Regions from separate parts of the Sus scrofa genome. Here region 2 is linked to region 1. Evidence: chromatin contacts called from public Hi-C data. All regions are on one chromosome and are shown on one strand. The core of a region is the stretch at or near the end of the contact, and the rest is flanking DNA. Distances in the headings are between cores, read along the strand shown. Region 1 holds the start of HAAO (3-hydroxyanthranilate 3,4-dioxygenase). Region 2 holds the start of KCNG3 (potassium voltage-gated channel subfamily G member 3).

Region 1 (2,794 bases), core at 129-2,628:
AACGAGGATCGGAGGAATTTCCATTTTTTTTGGTCTTTTTAGGGCTGTCCTCCAGCATATAGAGATTCCCAGGCTAGGGGTCTAATCAGAGCTGTAGCACCAGCCTGCACCACAGCCACAGCCACAGCCACAGCAGCACCAGATCTGAACCTCGGCTGCGACCTACACCACAGCTCATGGCAATGCTGCATCCTTCACCCACAGAGGGAGGCCAAGGATGGAACTTGTGTCCTCATGGTTGTTAGTCAGATTCATTTCTGCTGAGCCATGACAGGGAACACCCCAATTTCTCAAACTCTGCCGTCTGGATTCTGGTGCCAGAGCCTGAGCTCTGCTCCTTCTCCCCTGCCTCTCCCCTACTACTTCCACACTCCACCCTGTTCACACACACACACACACACACACACACACACACACACAGTTTTCCTAGGAATTGTGAGTCAGGAAGAAAGAAGAAAGTAGGGGAAGAAGAACATAGGGGTCTGTGGTCCTTTCCCCCATTAGGGCCTTTCACCCTGGGTTGGAATCATAGCTCAGGTTTGTTTGCCCTCCCACCCTGAACTCCAGACTCCTGAGGTCCTAGTGTTCGGTTCTTCCTCTGTAAAACTCATCATAAATTGTCATGTGCTTTGAGTCTGTCCCCAAGACATGGAAGGAGATCAGTACAGTGCCGGGCACCTCGTCGGTGCTCCACCTGCCACTTGCGAGCATGGGTGTGGGGACCGCGCCCTCCAGCCCCGACCGGCCGGTCCCTGCTGTGCATCCCCCCGGGCTCCGAGCTTTGCTCCCACCGCTGCTCCTTGCGTCTTCTCCCAAACTAGTCACAGGCAGAGCAGAGCGAGCGGCACCTAACAAATCTTCGGGCTCTGACAGATCCTCGTGAGAGGACAGGGAACTAACATCAATCGGGGCCTATGGTGGCCGCTATGCAACCCTGAGATGGCTGTGTAGACGCTCCCAGTTTTCAGATGAGAAAACTGAGGCCTCAACCCAGCGACCTCCCCCTGTACTTTGGCACTTGCGTTTCCAAACCCACCTTCTCCCTCTTACAGGTTTTCTTTGGGATCTTTCTGGGGCCAGGCGGAAAGTCTGGAGACAAGGGACCAGGAAGGTTCTGAATCCTGTGTCTTACGCCTGGATCTGGCGCTCAACTCCCGCGCGGGAGGGCAGGGCGCCGGGTCCGTGCGGCAGGGAAGCAGGGCGCATGGGCCATGGGGCCTGGCAGGGGCAGACTGGGCGGGCCGGAGGGCAGAGGGCTCTAGACCGAAGTCCGAGAGAGGCCACAGCGGGTCCGGGGGCGTTGCCCCGCCCTTTAACCCCCGGGACACTAATTAACCAAGCTGCCAATAGGCGGCTGCGCGGAGCCGCGCCCCTCCAACTGCGCGGAGGACACAGCTCCAGAGCCGGGCTCCCGGGTAGCCATGGAGCGCCCGGTGAGAGTGAAGGCTTGGGTGGAGGAGAACCGGGCCTCCTTCCTGCCCCCGGTCTGCAACAAGCTCCTGTGAGTCCCATCCACGCTCCCATCCTCCTGCCCTCTGTCCTCACTTCCTCCATCTGCAACCCTCTACTCCAGCCCGGACTTCCTTGACCCAGACGCTTGCAGAAGGGGAGGATGCATCCTCGTGGTGTTCAGGGGAGGGTGAGGGCGGGCTGTTCCGGGTTTCACCGCCGTCGTCTGTTCCTCTTTCTGGTGACTGCTTGGAGATTGCGGCCTTGACGTCTGAGGATGGCTTGGTGACTGAGACCAGGAGAGATGCAGATGGCAGGTCGCAGCCCTGCGCCCCACCCTACCCCCCACCCCGCCCCGGGCTGAGAAACAGCTCTTCAACCCCCACTGACTCTCAGAAATTGGGGGGAGGGCAGGATTGATACCGCAGAATGGCTGTGGAACCCCAATCCCGCATCCCGACTCTGTCCAGGAAGCTGCAGGCCGAGGGAGACGTCGGAGATCAGCTCCCATAGGAGGGTCTTGATTTGATTCTTTTCCCAGGCTCCCTTTTCCGAGGGCGCGCACATACTCCCTCCCCGCCCCCCTAGCGCCTCTGCCCACAGCTCCCGGCAGAGCTGACCATGCTCCAGCCTCCCTCTTCCTCCAGCCCACCTCTCAGTCCCTCCCTGGTGGCCCCTTCACCCACCGGGTGGCCTGGCCTCATGGGCTCCCCAGCCCTGGGTTCACAGGCTTGTGTTTGCCGTGCCCCGCAGAACCTCCCCAACAAGGCTCCCACCACAGGGCTCCAGTCACTAACACCTTGTCAAGCCTGGGACTGCCAAGTGTTTTCACATCATCTCAAATAATTCTCACAGTCGCCCCTGAGGTGGGGTTTTAACACGTAACTTGCCCACAGCCATAGAGCTAGTGCAGGACAGGGTCCCAGGGTCCAGACCCAAGCTCATGCAGCAATTTGACTCCAAAGTCCACACTCTTGTCACTGCGCAATACCGCCATGGCTAGTGGTCAGCGTCCCCCCCCCAAACTTGGTCTCTTCTACTGTTCTTGTCGCCCCCACCCTTTCCTCCACTTCATCCTCGTCCACAGTCTCACCCTCAGCCTTCCACTCCTTCCCCCTGATTATGTCTCACATCCGACTGCTCCTCTCCAGCCCCGAGGGCCACGGCTCTGGTTCCACCCCATCCCCCGTGGGCACTTCCAGGCTGCCCTGCCTCCAGGCCCCCCGTCCAGCCCTCCAGCGCTGCCCCAATATTAGTACCCACAAAATGCAGGCCCTCCCTTTTCTCATTCAGCAGATGCTCACTGAGCACCTGCTCCACGGCCAGGCACCATTCTGGACCCTGG
Region 2 (2,794 bases), core at 144-2,643, 250 kb after region 1:
GAGCAGTTTAAAAAAATCCCTGGCAGGTGGAACCCACTCCCTGGGCAGTTCGCTCTGCAGACCCTTAAAGGGCTCTTCAAGCTACGAGGGCCGGTGCTGCAGCCAGCTGGAGGTGCACGGGGGAAATCAAGACATTGTGAAAAGGAGGATGCAGACGAAGGCCACGCGAAATTCTGTTCTTGCCAGTGGCAAGGCGATTCTCCCCAGACTTTCACCCCACTCTACAGGAAGTGTCACGAGGGGGTCCAGGAGCGCTACCAGTAGGAGCTCTTTCAGGACCCGCGCCCCAGAAAGCGGGGGCTGGAGCCGCTCTTTTCCGGGAGAGGGCAGGCGGGAAGGCGGCACCGAGGCTGGGTGCTGGGGTGTGCGGCCGCCTTCGGAGCACGCGGTACGTGGGTCTCCGCGCCGGGAAAAGAAGAACAAAGTCGACAAGAAAAGAATTGCTGGGGTGCCTTATCTGAGAAATCCTTTGGGGCCATCTCAGACACCGAGCTGGGCTTCGTATAGTTTCTGGAAAAAGCTCTCCCAATGCCGTCTGTCCCCGCCCCTCAAATCCGGCACCCCACTCCTCATTCCTCCTTATCCTCCCTTTGGGGGCCATTAAAGGGGCCCTTGGGGATTTCCCAAGTCATCCCGATGGCTCGGGGGCGGGACGAGGGAGCAGCGACCCTGGCCGCGGGGCTTTGCTCCCCCTTCCACCCCGGGGCTCCGTGCTCGGCGCATCCCGCTCCACGGACCCCTACCGGCCACTGCGGGCGGGAGCAGAGAGGGAGGACAGCGTCACGAGGCGGGGAGCCCGAGGTCCAGGGCGGGGCGCCGGGGAATCCCAGCCCGAGCGAGGTGCGGGCGCGGGTGGGAAGAGGAGGGCGGCGCGCGGAGGGAGGTGAGCCGAGCGGAGCCGGGAGGCGAGGAGGGGGAACCGCGAGGAGGCCCCGCCCCCGCCTCTCGGAGCCGGCTCTTCGCCGCCTCCGAAGCCGCTCACTTTGCCTCTTGCCTCTGGACGGCGGCGCGGTGCTTTTGGAGCCAGGGCCGGAGGGAACGCCGGCGACCCGCAGCCATCCAGCACCAGCGCCTCCTCTCGGCGCGCACACCCCTTACGGGGGACAGCGCCGCCGCCTTCAAAGGGCACCCCGGCCTTGGAGGGGGCATCCCTGAGGCTCTAGGGGCGGCGGCGCTGGTAGCCTCGTTCCTGGCCAGTGGGGCGCAGCGCTGGAGCCGGGGGGGACTCCCGGACCACCAGCAGGTACCGCCGCGCGGAGGGAGCATCGCTAGCAGCCAACGCTGGGCTGCCGAGGAGGCTAGAGCGGAGGGGCTTCTGATCCAGCGAAGGGCAGCAGCGGAGCCCGGAGGGAGAGCCCGCTGGACAGCCCGCGAGCACCGACGGCGCGCTCCCCCGTCGGCCAACGGCAGGCAGGCCCCGCAAGGTAGCCAGGGGGGCGGCGCCCTCGGGCCTCGGGGCCTCGGGGCGGCCAGCCATGACCTTCGGGCGCAGCGGGGCGGCCTCGGTGGTGTTGAACGTGGGCGGCGCCCGATACTCTCTGTCCCGGGAGCTACTGAAGGACTTCCCGCTGCGCCGCGTGAGCCGGCTGCACGGCTGCCGCTCAGAGCGCGACGTGCTCGAGGTGTGCGACGACTACGACCGCGAGCGCAACGAGTACTTCTTCGACCGGCACTCGGAGGCCTTCGGCTTCATCCTGCTCTACGTGCGCGGCCACGGCAAGCTGCGCTTCGCGCCGCGAATGTGCGAACTCTCCTTCTACAATGAGATGATCTACTGGGGCCTGGAGGGCGCGCACCTCGAGTACTGCTGCCAGCGCCGACTCGACGACCGCATGTCCGACACCTACACCTTCTACACCGCCGAGGAGCCGGGCGCGCTGGGCCGCGACGACGCGCGACCCGGCGGTGCCGAGGCGCCCACCTCCCGGCGCTGGTTGGAGCGCATGCGGCGGACCTTCGAGGAGCCCACGTCGTCGCTGGCCGCACAGATACTGGCCAGCGTGTCGGTGGTGTTCGTGATCGTGTCCATGGTGGTGCTGTGCGCTAGCACACTGCCCGACTGGCGCGCCGCGGCAGCCGACAACCGCAGCCTGGATGACCGGAGCAGGTACTCCGCCAGCCCTGGGAGGGAGCCCTCCGGGTAGGACGCACTGCTTCTTTGCCCGTCCCGTCCGTCTTGTCGCGTCTGTCCGTCCAGTCCGTCGGTCCAGTCTACGTCCTGTTTACCTCCGGGAGGCCAAGCCAGGACGAGTTCTGGGTCCAGCGAGGCCCCAGGCGCGGCCAGCCAAGGGGCGGGTTGGTCCTCACTACCGGCTCTAGCCGGCTCCGGTCCACACAGCACAGGCCCCTTTTGAGGGCGAATCCCCAGCCGTGGGGAGGGGCAGATAGAGATAAACAAGACTCCCACCTTCGTAGCTTACTTTTGAGCAAGAGCAGTTAATTAGATTTTTCTAAACTTTTATTATTGGTATTTAACAGTTTGACCTTGGGCTAAGAGCAACTAGAATTATTTGCCAATTTTTGGATGGTTTTTGAAAAAATGAAGCCTTGTTATCGTGGAGTGTGGTCTGCTGTACACAGCCCACACACTCTATACGCTCTGCCTAACATGTGCTGTAATGGAATTGTTATAAAGGAGATTAATTTAGCAATAGACTCTAAATAATGGATGGCTGTGCCCTTTTCTCTCTTCTTTTCCTATCAAGTATAGAGTTAGCAAAGCACCTGTCCACTATTTGGTACTAGAGATTCACGCTGTGACTTTCAGAGGGATCTTCAGTTTAGGGAGGGAAAA

Evidence for each region. A called contact is a pair of places that touch in the nucleus more often than the background predicts.
Region 2: a Hi-C map of fetal skeletal muscle shows a contact between it and region 1, with 2.5 times the contacts expected there. The contact joins the promoter of KCNG3 here to the promoter of HAAO in region 1. A contact is called at or near these places in 1 of 5 promoter capture datasets (fetal skeletal muscle), 5 of 47 Hi-C or Micro-C datasets (embryonic fibroblasts, fetal heart ventricle, fetal skeletal muscle and 2 more) and 1 of 2 datasets of contacts at active chromatin or transcription factors (alveolar macrophages).

Annotation. Positions count from the first base shown.
Region 1 is chr3:97,579,475-97,582,268 of Sscrofa11.1, forward strand. HAAO (3-hydroxyanthranilate 3,4-dioxygenase) reads left to right here and starts at 1,379. Exons shown (of 10, transcript NM_001244941.1): 1 at 1,379-1,501. The coding sequence starts at 1,422.
Region 2 is chr3:97,829,402-97,832,195 of Sscrofa11.1, forward strand. KCNG3 (potassium voltage-gated channel subfamily G member 3) reads left to right here and starts at 1,394. Exons shown (of 2, transcript XM_003354851.4): 1 at 1,394-2,107. The coding sequence starts at 1,476.